2 separate regions of the Gossypium hirsutum genome follow, and region 2 is linked to region 1. A link is a contact called in public Hi-C data. All regions are on one chromosome and are shown on one strand. The core of a region is the stretch at or near the end of the contact, and the rest is flanking DNA. Distances in the headings are between cores, read along the strand shown. Region 1 holds the start of LOC107952709 (probable glucan endo-1,3-beta-glucosidase A6). Region 2 holds the start of LOC107952710 (40S ribosomal protein S8).

Region 1 (3,004 bases), core at 120-2,619:
TTACGTATTTAAATATTAATTTTGTATTATCACATTAAAAAAACCCAAGCAATTACATAATAAAAATAGAATAATGAAATGGAAGAAAATTTGAAATATAACCAAAATATTACACTTTCCTTTTAAATCTGCCATTCATATAAAAACCAATATATATAAAATAACATTTTCTATAAATATATTTTTACACCATTTTTATTTCCTCTTACATTTAGTGGATTAATATTTTCTTTTTTCTATATAATCTTATATTTTCATCTATTTTATATGATTAATATATTTCTATTTTATTTATTTCCTTTTTATATTATTTTTCTATTTCATTTGCATTTAGAATTTTGATTAAAAAAAAGTAACGAAATATAAATTTTAAAAACACGAATCGAGTTGCGCCATACATATGAAAGAATACAAAATAATGATGTATTTGGCAAATCAAATCCCATGGTCTAATAAGGAACCTTTTGGATTTGTTGATAATTTTTTGAAAGATTTCTTCAAAAATGTTTCATTAACTCCTCATTTATATCAAGTAGATTTGATTGTTGTGAGAATTCTTAATTCATGAGTTGTAGGTGTACTTGTTGTATTTGCTTCTGGTTGGTTGAGTAATAAAAAAAATTGTATTTTCTAGTACATGTTTATAGATTGGATTAGTTTTTCTAGTGTGTATCATTGATTCTCTTATTTCTTGAATCTATCCATTTTGGATATGAAAATGACTCCTCTCACGAATTTTTCAGATTTTGAAACACATTCAATGATATAAAAGTATAAGTTGTCAAAAAGAAAATAATAATAACCGTAATAATAAATTAGAGATGGGGGATCAGTCAAACTTCTGTAATCTGTAATGTAACTTGAATGAAATAAATAGAATTTGAAATATGAATGAAAATAAAATAATAAAATCAAAATCATAATAAAAAATAAATTCTAAATTATTAAATTTTCTATTTAAATTAAATTAAATAATAAATTCTAAATATACTAAATCTAAATAATAACTAAATAAAAATAACAATTTAAATAATATTTAAATCAAATAGTAATAATATATATAATAATATTATAAGAATAGTATAATAATAGATAGAATATAATATACAAATATAGATTTCTAAATTGAAATATATTAATATAAATATTATTAATTACTTAATATTAATAACAAATAACAATAATTAATAATTAATAATAACTTATAATTTGATTAATTAATATGTATTTGAATTGTTATATAATTTCGATTCTTAATTGGTTTAGAAGTACCTTTAACTGAAGAAATTATTTATCCTATCTCTCATCTGAATATAATCTTATTCAGATTAAAAATAATCTTAAAATAAAACCTCACTAACAATAATAATTTCATCTTTCAAGAAAATCATTCAAAATTCGTATACAAATGTCCACTACCCCGTCCTAATTAAATTGGTTGCATATAATTTCATACAACACACTGATCAACGATGGAATCTTTCTTTCCTTGACCTTCTTTTCTCTGATATGTTACTGTCCCCAACTCCCTCATTATTTTAACAAGGCGGCTATCGTTTACCAGATTTTTAGCCAACAGAAAATCCTCAGGAACAAGCTTCTGATCGACGATGTTGAAGATGGGTCTTCTTTCTCTCTTTTTTCACTTTCTTTTCCTCTCCATTTCCAGTAAGAGCTCTCTCTAAACGCCCAAAATGGAACACTCATTTTTACATTTTTTTTGTGGGGGACTCTAATGTATCTTCCTTCATCTGGTTTTTTGGTTGTTTTGATCTTTGGTTTTCAGGCGGTGAGATCTCAAGCCAAGTGGGAATAAACTACGGTCAGCTTGGGGACAATCTACCATCTCCGGAAAAGTCAGTTAAGCTAATCCAATCCATTGGAGCTAAACGCGTCAAAATCTACGATGCAAATCCCGACATCCTTAATGCTCTCAGAGGCACAGATCTTCAAGTCTCGATCATGGTCCCAAACCAACACTTAACCAACATCTCCACAAACCAAAAACTAGCTGATTCTTGGATTCAATCCAACGTTCTCCCTTTTTATCCCAAAGTCAAAATCCGATACTTCCTCGTCGGCAACGAAGTCATCAGCAGTTCCCCCAAAGAAATTTGGTACAGCATCGTACCAGCCATGCGTAAAATAAAAAATGCCTTAAACACCCACAGGCTCAACAAAATCAAAGTTGGCACCTCAATGGCAATGGATGTCCTGGAATCATCATTTCCACCATCCAACGGCACGTTCCGGTCTGACATAGCCTATCCGATAGTTAAACCAATGTTGCAGTTTTTAAGCCGGACCAAGTCTTTCTATTTCCTCGATGTTTACCCTTATTTCCCTTGGTTCACCGACTCCAATAACATTAACCTCGATTACGCGCTTTTCGAATCCCGAACGATAAAATACACCGACCCGGTTTCCAATCTAACCTACAGTAATTTGTTTGACCAGATGGTTGACTCCGTTATTTTCGCAATGGAAAAACTCGGGTATCCGGATGTTCGGATCTGGATAGCGGAAACAGGTTGGCCCAATGCCGGCGATATCGATCAAATAGGAGCCAACATTTACAATGCCGCTACTTACAACAGAAATGTTATCAAGAAACTAACTGCCAAGCCTCCAGTTGGAACTCCGGCCCGACCGGGACGGGTTCTACCGTCTTTCATATTCGCTCTTTATAATGAGAACCAGAAGCCAGGTCCGGGAACAGAGCGGCATTTCGGGTTATTATATCCAAATGGGTCCAACGTGTATGCGATCGATTTGAGTGGGAAGACACCGGATTCGGCGTACGAGCCGTTGCCGAAGCCAACAAACAACGAGCCGTATAAGGGGAAGATTTGGTGCGTGGCGGCTAGAGGAGTCAATGCGAGCGAGTTGGGTTCAGCATTATCGTACGCATGTTCGCAAGGAAATAAGACTTGTGACCCGATTCAACCCGGAAAAGAATGCTTCAAACCCGATTCGTTGGTTTGGCATGCTAGCTACGCCTTTA
Region 2 (3,111 bases), core at 179-2,678, 210 kb after region 1:
GAAACTAATGATTTGGTAATCTAAGTGAATACTTAATAGGTGAGTAACTAACTAACAAATGGTAATCACCTTAAGTGTGTTAAGTGGTTAATTAATTGAAACAGTAATTGTATTCCTTAAGTCTTAGTGAATGAATCAATAAGTGAAGGGACTAAATTCTCATTAGTAAGTAGCAAAATTAATTTTGAACTCCATAATTCATAAAATGACTTGGCATTAATATGATATATGGTTAAGTAAGAAATTTTAGTGTACTCACTAAGTTTTTCGAGCTTAACGCACTAGTGATTTAAATGTGTAGGTGGAAGACCTTTTTCTGTGAAGCTAGAGATCATGTCTTTGAAGGATCACATTCTTGAGTAAGGTTTGAAGGACTTAGAGAATTTAGTTTTGTATTCCTATTAAAAGAGTTTGAAATATTATGTACATATACTAAGTGTATTTATATTAAGTTTGTAAGTTTTGAAAAGTTTTCATTATATGTATCATGCTTTTAACATTTTCAAGATAAGTTATGGCGTTGATTTAATTTGACTATATTTTTAAAATGAATTTGTGTTCAAATTAGTGCTTGTAATGTTTTAAAATGAATTGGAACTTAATGGTATGATTTCTTGATGTTTGGGGATGTTATAAAGTGTTTTCAAACTAATTTTTAGGTCCTCTACACCCATGTATTGATACTTAGGGGTTTGGTATTGGTACTTGCAAGCCAATAGTTAAGAAATTGCAAGCCAACTATCAAGACTTGCTCTACTATACTTGCACAACTTGTGTTTCTAATCATTTTAGGCTCCAAAACCTAGTTTTATGTTTTGGAATTAGGAAATGATCCAAATTATTTTAAAAATGTGTTTAAAGCTTTGCATATGTTTAAAATTGTTTTAAGATATTTTATTAAGTTGTGAAATTGATGTATTATAAAAAAAATTGTAAAAACAAAAAGATTGTTAACATGACATCACCTATATATATTAGTTGTTGAATCGGGTAAGAAGTGTTACATTTACTCATTCTAATTCAAGTCAGACTTACTTTTTCTCCACCTTACAAAATACTACCTTTTGTTGAGCTTAGTGTTACAAAATTTGCTACAAATTTTTTTTTATCTTTTCCCGATACGTTCTATTTACTTATTCACAATGCTTTCACTGAATTCTCTTCAATAGTACAAATGCTTTATTGTAAATCATTTCACTATTTTAAATTTTTCATTAATTAACTAAAACTTAAAAAGAAACTCGGAATTTTGTCTCATATAAATCATCAAATTAAGATTCTCAAAATAATTATTTTTATTTAAAACATTGAGCTCAAATTCATTATTTAATTTTTTAAAATAAATTAATATCAGTATCTTTTTACCCATATCAGTGATTTGGCCTAAGAAAATCATAATTTAATACGATACATGCATAAATTTGACTAGAAGTAGAATCTTAGCCTGTAAAGAATAAAAATTGACTAGGACCGGACCGGACCGGACCGAACACAACAATAAATCCATTTAATTACAACTTATGGAAACGCAGCATATAAAACGGGCAGAGGTAGGGTTTTAGCTGGTGCAGTGGCTGTGAGCGTAAGACGAAAGAGAGCAATTGAAACAGTTCTTTGCGCCGCTCAGCCAACATGGGTAACTTCGATCTTTACCTCCTTCCTTTTCTTACTTCCTAACTCTAAAAACTTGTGCCTTCATTTTCTCTTTACTATCATCTCCTCAATATGAGTTCTTTTTAATCTTTGACTCAGGTATTTCCAGGGATTCCATGCACAAGAGGCGTGCCACTGGTGGCAAGAAGAAGGCTTGGAGGAAGAAGCGAAAGTATTTTCTTCTTAACTTCTCTACCCATTTCCTTTTTCCTTTTTTTACATTTTCGTTTGTTTTTGCTCGATTTGTTCTCTTTTGTTTCTTTTTTGTTCTTGTTTTCTTAAAAGTTAATCTGCTAAATGAATTACAATGAGAATACCCTTTCCTTAAACTTTATGCAAATGAGATAAGATGGATGGAATTTTTGGTCTTTCTTATGGATATTGAATGCTGAATTAGTTAGATTTGTTTTAGTTTTGGGTATTAGGTCATTCAAAAGTTTTTGATCATGGGTATTATAGATTGAGTGGGTATAGAAAAGAAATATGGAGTTAGCTTTAAGTTCAGTTCGTTATTAGAAACTGTAAAGAGCGTCTTCATTCAGGAGCTGTATAAGCTAATTTATGAGATTTATTTCTAAATGATAGTGTTAGGCAGGGTTGCTTGCCCTTTCTCAGGGGTGTGGTGTAATTAGATAGACCTTAGGTTACATTGGACTCCAAATTGATACAGGTATATGTTTATACATGGAAGGTTTATGTGCGTGTCTTGGGTGTTGCAATGGTCATCATGGAGGGTCTAATGTTTGACCTCTTTCTTGAAGGTGGAACTGAGAGGTCTGTTGTTTGAGTTTGTTGGGGAGTGCATAGGGTTGAATTCTTTTGGGAATAGTCTCATTCAGTTTGTATTTTGTTGATTTGCTTTTATCTAAGTTGCTAATTTTTATGTTTTTGGTGGCTTTTGAAAGGTATGAACTTGGTCGTCAGCCAGCAAATACTAAGCTCTCTAGCAACAAGACTGTAAGGAGAATCCGTGTTAGAGGAGGCAATGTGAAGTGGAGGGCATTGAGATTGGATACAGGCAACTATTCATGGGGTAGCGAAGCCGTCACCCGCAAGACCCGTATTCTTGATGTGGTATATAATGCCTCAAACAATGAGCTTGTCAGGACACAGACCCTCGTAAAGAGTGCTATTGTTCAAGTGGATGCTGCTCCCTTTAAGCAATGGTACCTTCAACACTATGGTGTTGATATTGGGAGGAAGAAGAAGACAGCAGCTAAGAAGGAAGCTACTGAGGTAGGAAGATTTCAAATGATTCCTTTTTCTTCTCAAAATTATTGGTTGCAGTTTAAGTTCCAACTGTTTAAACCCTGCATGGGTTTGTTTAAATATTGTTCTTTTATTTCTTCAGTAGGGATGTTTGTTTGTCTTTTAGTTTGGCTTTGAAAAGTGCATTCAATTTGTGAAAGGGTAGTCTTTGCATATTCAGTAATTCTATGAAAGCATTCTCTGGTCTTG

What was found. A called contact is a pair of places that touch in the nucleus more often than the background predicts.
Region 2: a Hi-C map of leaf shows a contact between it and region 1, with 4 times the contacts expected there. The contact joins the promoter of LOC107952710 here to the promoter of LOC107952709 in region 1. A contact is called at or near these places in 11 of 34 Hi-C or Micro-C datasets (callus, cotyledon, fibers and 2 more).

The regions. Positions count from the first base shown.
Region 1 is chrA07:48,426,035-48,429,038 of Gossypium_hirsutum_v2.1, forward strand. LOC107952709 (probable glucan endo-1,3-beta-glucosidase A6) reads left to right here and starts at 1,370. Exons shown (of 3, transcript XM_016887870.2): 1 at 1,370-1,668; 2 at 1,787-3,004. The coding sequence starts at 1,611.
Region 2 is chrA07:48,636,799-48,639,909 of Gossypium_hirsutum_v2.1, forward strand. It overlaps LOC107952710 (40S ribosomal protein S8), which reads left to right and starts at 1,429. Exons shown (of 5, transcript XM_016887872.2): 1 at 1,429-1,636; 2 at 1,753-1,825; 3 at 2,559-2,889. The coding sequence starts at 1,633.